Regions from separate parts of the Rattus norvegicus genome. Here region 1 is linked to region 2. Evidence: chromatin contacts called from public Hi-C data. All regions are on one chromosome and are shown on one strand. Each heading gives the region's core, a stretch centred on a gene start, on an enhancer-like site or on the middle of the called end of the contact. The rest is flanking DNA. Distances are from core to core; before and after follow the strand shown. Region 1 has its middle 16 kb from the start of Lifr. Region 2 has its middle 90 kb from the start of Lifr.

The links. Hi-C and Micro-C count contacts between places; a contact is called where the count stands out from the background.
Region 1: a Hi-C map of kidney shows a contact between it and region 2, with 2.0 times the contacts expected there. The contact joins two enhancer-like sites. A contact is called at or near these places in 2 of 12 Hi-C or Micro-C datasets (kidney and psoas muscle).

Annotation. Positions count from the first base shown.
Region 1 is chr2:57,945,969-57,949,452 of GRCr8, forward strand. No RefSeq gene overlaps it. Among named protein-coding and RNA genes, the nearest start is that of Lifr, 16 kb to the right of the region's middle. Within about 2 kb of position 1,308, at least 2 of the 93 cell types and tissues checked have an H3K27ac peak or open chromatin away from gene starts, as enhancers often do. A contact at or near this core is called in kidney, where this site is marked.
Region 2 is chr2:57,871,448-57,874,873 of GRCr8, forward strand. No RefSeq gene overlaps it. Among named protein-coding and RNA genes, the nearest start is that of Lifr, 90 kb to the right of the region's middle. Within about 2 kb of position 1,379, at least 6 of the 93 cell types and tissues checked have an H3K27ac peak or open chromatin away from gene starts, as enhancers often do. A contact at or near this core is called in kidney, where this site is marked.

The sequences.
Region 1 (3,484 bases), core at 58-2,557, 74 kb after region 2:
GACAGGATGACACCCAAGGTTGAGCTCTGTCCTTTGCACGATGGACATGTGCCACAAAGACATACATTCACATGTGCACACACTGAGCTAGTCACTGAGCTTGTAACCAACACATGGACTAGAGGGAAACAAAGGGATTCTGAGCATAGCCTTTGGGAACAGCAAAGCTAGAACCCAACTGCATTAAAGCTTGAACTGAACAGGTAGCTCCTTGTGAGAGCCTGGAGAAGCTAGATGTGTTAGGTGGAGTCAGTGGCCAGCCATAACAACCACAACCCTACCTCCTGGGGCAGAGTCCAGAAGGCACTGGGAGAGTGAGCTGGAAGCCCAAACGCAGTGGTTTGAATGGTTGTGTGGCCTCAGGCAAATTACTGAACATCTTTGCCTTTGTAAAAAATAAAAATAAACACCCACACCCATACCCACCCACACCACTACCACCACCACTACCAACAACAACAACTCATAAAGCCCAAATAAACAAAACCCCAAAAGAGAGGACATCCGTTCCTACAACTGACCCCAGAGCTATCAAGAGGAATTGGTACCTAATAGGTAATATGAATGCTCATTACTGTTATTAAGTTTTTGTTATTATTATCCAGTGACTAAGGAGTCTGAGACCTGCTTTTAGCTAATGTCTTCTAAATCACTGTAGGTATTGGTGATGTCAGAATTCTATTGCTATGTATCTAAGTCTTTGACAATCTGTTTCTTTGAGCTCTTGACTATCTGTTGGAAGAGAAAAGTGACTCTGGCAAAAAACAAACAAACAAACAAAAAAACAACAAAAAAAAAAAAACTATGACAAAAAGAGAATACTGGGTTACTAAGCCAAGAATGTGACCTCTCACCCTGAGGACCCCCACGAGGCTGTTTTTCTTTCCTAAATTAAAGCCAGTGAGGTTAAACGTGTGGATTCTAGTGGCATTCTTTGCGCAGTCGGGCTTGGTCCACAATTTGAGCATAAGATTTGGTGATTAAACAAAATATCTTGGTTATGTCGGGGGAAAAGAAATTCCAAGCTACAGACTTCTCCTCGGAGAGCAGTGACCTCAGTTACCTTATGTGCCAGTGGGAAAACGAACCACCACGCAAATGTCCCTGTTTACCAGAGCTGTCATAGTGATGGCCACTTTTGTTTTCCGATAGGGGACCAGGCGGTGTACTAGTTTAGGTACCTGAAGAAATCCTGGGGGACATTCCTGCTATTTAATTATTTAACTCAGCCCTATTTTCCAACCACCCAGTGTTTCGGTGACCTTGAGTTATGCCTTCTGGCAAATGTGTAACCATTGAAAAGTCTTCACAGTCAGAAACTGCAAACCGAAGCACAGGTTCTTACTGTTGTTTTTGGTTTTACACAGAATAGTGAAGTCTGTGAATTAAGTGCATTAGTTAGAATAATATATTCAGGGATTTAAGGAATTTGGGTCAGGTTTTATATCAACCCCACTACCTCTTGCTGGACCTCAGCTCAATCCTTTAATCTTCTGGCTCCTTGCTCCATCTGTAAGAGAGATGCCTCTGGCAAGGCACTGAGTGCAGTAGCTGTAGGAATAAATTAAATAATGGACTTAATGTAACCACCGAGAATGGAGCAAATTGCTCTTTTGTGGGATCCATTAGCTCAACTGAGAATATTAGCACAGGACCCTGAGTGTATGATTGATGTAAGAAGTAAGAAAGCATCCATTTTCATTCTGTGCCTTGCCCTGAAATGACATTGGTAACAGATAAATATGAAGGTGGATGGAGAAAGGAGGAACAGAGGAGCGCTTGGTAATGAGAAAGAGGAGGGCCATAGGGAAGGGATGGAGGGTATGGGCTAAGGGTGAGAGAGGTATGGAGACAACAGAAGGAAAGAAGAAGGAGGAGGAGGAGGAGGAGGAGGAATGAGAGAGGGGGAGGAAGGAAGGGAGGAAGGAAGGGAGGAAGGAAGAAAAGAAGGAAGGAAGGAAGGGCAGCCGGAGGGGCAGGCTAGAAATCAAGCCTGTTGCTAAGAAGAACAGGAAGGATGTGAAAGGAAGATTCCAATCAGATCAGAGCTCACTGGGACCCTGGAGGAAAGGAAGGGGGATGAGGAAAGACAGGCAGGGTTTATTCCCCAAGGTTATCCCTGCCTCCCTTTCCGAGGCTTCCTCATCTTGCTACTTTCCCCCAATGAATCGTAAGCCTAGGCTTCCGGCTCAGGAACTTACTTAGCCTTAACAACCCGAGGCAGTCAACTTTCCCCATACTTGACCTACTAGACTGGTCTCTAGGTGCCTCGGGGTGAGAGCAAGCAGTACAGGGAAGTATGGGAGGGATATTCTGTAGCTGTCTCAGCCATACCCACTCAGGCCTTACCTATACTCAGGCTCACTTACCCTCAGACTTTGCCCTCTGCGCACAGCTGGCTGTTCTCACACTGCACCTAGCACCTCTGCACTCAGATGGTGCCTTTATCTAAAGAGAAAAGGACACTGAGATTCATAGCATAGGTCACTCACGTATGATGCCAACATGCCAGGCATCTTCACAAAAGGAAGTTGTTGCAGTGTGCACTAAAGACAATGCATGGTGGGTAGAGAAAAATGCCCAGCCAAGGAAACTATAGCACAGTTGACATAGTGGTGTGTGGTTTTGTAGCAGTTAATTCACTTGATTCCCCCCCTCCCCGCCCCCAACTCTCCAAACTCACTGCTTTTCGTTACTCCCATTTTAGAGGAGGAAATCGGGCAAAAAGATTTGCTGCTGTGTTTGATTGGGTTTCAGTGGCCAGTGAGAAAACAAAGCAAAACTCTAGCTGACTTTCAACAATCTCAATTTTAAGCTATTTACCAGAAGAGAGAGAGAGAGAGAGAGAGAGAGAGAGAGAGAGAGAGAGAGAGAGAGAGAGTGTGTGTGTTCTGCTTGAATAAAACACTGCCCCAAAATTCTGGGTTGAGTCTCTCTTACCTTAGACTTCTGTGTATTCCTCATATAAATACTCTTTAGACAAGGTTCCTTACAGAGTTTGGCCCAGGAATAACTTCTCCTAACTTCTCCTAAATGAGGCTATGGCTTCTTTTCCTAGACAATGAGAGCTACGGAAACTCCCACTCCCTACTTCATGGCTATAGGGAAGCTTGGAGTTTAATTTTGTATTTATATCTTATTATTTGCCTCAACAAAGTTTATTATTATTATTATTATTATTATTATTATTATTATTATTATTTCTTTTTAATGTCTGTCTTTCTATATAAACTCTTTTTTGAAAGAAAGCACAGTACAAACAATCAAAGGAAAAACAAAATACAGTTCAGCCACTGCCCTGTGCTAGAGATGTAATGAGTGTCCTATGTATTTTCTGTGATACTCCTGAAATCATTTTATCTGAACGAGAATATATTTGAGACAGGATTCTGGGAAGATACTTTGTTTCATAGTGTTTATCGCTTTTTTTTTTAAAAAATGTCCCTTAAATAGCATTCTGAAGCACTTTGGGGAAAGAATATCA
Region 2 (3,426 bases), core at 129-2,628:
ACAAAAAGAATCCAGCAGGTGGACATTTTCTCTCTCGTTGTTAAGGAAGGAAGCTCTCATTTTAATGAAAGAATCCTATTGTGTTTGATGTACTGCCTCTCCTCCCCACCCTCCACGGTGCTTATTTTACTCGTTCTTACCCATCTCCACGTCCTCAAACCCATCCACACCTTTCTTCCCATAGGTCCACAAAGGGCTTTACCTAGTGGGTATCGGGCAATATGAGAGGCACCAGAGGGAACTCTGGTCGTCCTAGCAGGTTCTGTCCTACCCAATGGGTGAAGCTGTATCCATCTTTTCCTGAGGCCCCAAGTATCCACGGAAGAAGTCTTTGTCATAAAGTTTCAGGGAAATTTGATTAGGGCTGGAGACTCCATCTGTGAAGGATCTTCTTGGTTATCAGCGTCACTGCATCCGGAATTAACTGAAACCCAAAATGGTTGGGCATGCCTGTGAGGGATCTTTTTCTTAGTTGGATCATTTGAAGTGGGAAGATCCACTTCTAACTGGCACTTTAGATGGGAAGGCACGCCTTTAATCCAGATCTTTTGAGGTGAGAAGTCCACCACTACTCTGGGCCATGCCTTTTGGTGGCAGCCTATATAAAGGACAAAGAAGGAAGTCTCTCCCTCCCTCCCCCTCTCCCTCCCCCTTCCTTTCCCCTTCCCTCTCCCCCTCCCCTTCCCCTGTCTTTTTTCCCCTTTCTCTTTTTCTCTTTTCTCTCTCTGTCTGCTTCCTCCCACTCTCATTAGAAAGTCCATTTCTTCACTGGTCTATTTCTTTGGGATTCTGAAATATATTGAATACCAGCTGAGACATTGTTGGACCTGCTGTACATAGGGAGTCATTGTTGGATTAGCTGGATCACAACCTGTAAATCATTCTAATATGTGTGTGCATATATGCATATTTGTATGTGTATGTGCATATGTGCATATATATACTATATACATACATACATACAGAGAGAGAGAGAGAGAGAGAGAGAGAGAGAGAGAGATTCATTCTGTACATTCCTTTACTCTAGAGATCCCTGACTAATACACTATCCTTTCCCTGTCTCTAGGAAGTTGATCCTTTCATGACCTCTATTGTTCTTCTGTATCTCTACTCACAAAGGAATGTCTTCAGATTTCTCCTATCTTTATAAAATTAAAAACAAACACTCCCTCCCCTAAAGATGTCATACTTTTCTTAAATGAAGTGTCTTCATTTGTTCAGAGACAGGGTTTTCTTTCATTTTTTCATTTCTGTGTGTACCCACGTGTGGATGCATACATGTGGGTACACGTGAGTGGAGATCAGAGTACAAGCTCATCTGGCATTCCTGGGCACAGTTCACTCTGTTTTATTAGGCATAGTTGCTTACTGGCTCGGAACTTGCCCTTTGGGCTGGCAGAGAGCCCCAGGGAACCTCCTATGTCCATCTCACAGGTGTTGGCACTACAAGCGTTCACCCGCCCCTGGTTTATCTTACGTGCATTCTGAGGGTTGAACTTAGGTCCTAATGCTTGCTTGCGTCATGAGCACTTTATTGGTCGAGCTATCTCCAAAGCCCCCAAGCCAGTAGGTTAGAGCATGTGGTACCTGTTGTCTCCTCTTCCTCATTTTCACTTCTCCATCTTTACAGAAACTTTTGTACTAAGAGCTTCCTAGTTGCTCATTCAATGGGAATACTTCTGTCTTGGCCTTTGTTTTGAACTTTCCTCCATGATGGACGCTCTATTTTTCATGTTTTTATAACATATATTTTTTTTATTGGAGGAGGGGTGTGAGCCTGCCTCACACTCATATGCAGTACAGAGAACAAGGCTTGGAAGTCTACTCTATCTTTCCACCAAATGGATCCTGGTATTGAGTTCAGGTCATCAGGCTTGACAACTGGAGTCTTTACTTCCTGAGTCAACTGCGTCATTGGCCTGGCTTTGAATACTCTCGTCTTCATTCTCACAACCTGCAACTCTTCTCTGACTTTGTGCCAACTCCTCGGCTACTGTGCCTGCTTCCCCCTTGTTTCTACTTCCCTATAAATGGAAGAATTCCTTGGGGATCCATTCGATCATTCTGTAGCCTTATTAAAATAAAACAAACAAAAAACAACCAAGCAAGCAAACCCTCAAGACAGTTCATTGTGTTTTTATTGAAAATATTTTTTTTCCTAAAATATATTCTGGTTATGGTTTCTTCTCCATCTCCTCCCAGATCTCTACACATCCCCACCCATCCAACTCTGTGCTTCCTTTCTATCCTTTTAGAAAACAAAAAGGCCAGTCAAAACAACAATAACAAAGTCTAGAACTTTAAAAGAAAGAAAAAGAAACAAATACACAGACAGAGGCACACACAAAGAAAAACAAAACCTATAAAACCCCCAACCTGAAACCATAATATATCCTCAAAGACTAGTAGTAAGATACAAAATACCTAAACAAATTAATATAAGACAAAAATAAAAATCTACAAAAAGATAACCCTTGGGTTTGTTTTCTGTTGGTCACCTACTGTTGTGCATGAGGCCTATCTTTTTCTTTCTGTTCCCAGAGATAGGTAGGTAGGCAGGGTGTTTGTGTGTGTGTGTGTGTGTGTGTGTGTGTGTGTGTGTGTGTGTGTGTGTTTCTCCAAGTATAGCTAATCATTTCTCTATCCTTTAAAATTCTGAAGAATCTCTTCAGTGAACCTAGTAAACCTGTTTTGGTCTTTCTTAGCCTGCACTGACCAGACTCCTACTGGCCTCATCTCTTAATACTGTCTACAAATTTTCTATAGAAATTCCAGTGATTGCTGGCAAGTACCCAAGCAAGCTTCATTTTTCCTTACTTCCACATCTTAAAATATGGTATTGATTTTGCTTAGAGGACATTTTAAAATGTATATCACAATGTCTGGAATTGAATGTACTTTTTTAAAAAAAGGAGTTGTTTATTTTATATGTGTGAGTACACTGTCAATGTCTTCAGACACACCAGAAGAAGGCATCAGATCCCATTACAGATGGCTGTGAGTCACCATGTGGTTGCTGGGAATTGTACTTAAGACCTTCTGAGCCATCTCTCCAGCCCCATAGAGCACATTTTTTTTACTCAATTTACTCAAGCAAAGTCTAAGACTTTCTCCCAATCTCAGTAACTCCATCTATCACAGATTTCAGCAACTCACATTTCAATTCTGTTTACATGGCTATTTGAGTTCAAGACAAGACTTATTTTGTTAAATCTGCTTCCCCACTGTATACCATAATACCCATGTGAGCAATAAATTCACTTGTTACATGGATGAGTGAAGTGAAAGATCTCACTCTCCTACGTTCCAGACCTTGCACCTACCTAGACCAAACTCAGAAGACACGAGTCGGGTTGTCTCGTCAAATCTGAAGATAATTCTAAGCCAACATTCTTACCCTTAGGAGTTGAGAGGCATGAGTTTAAG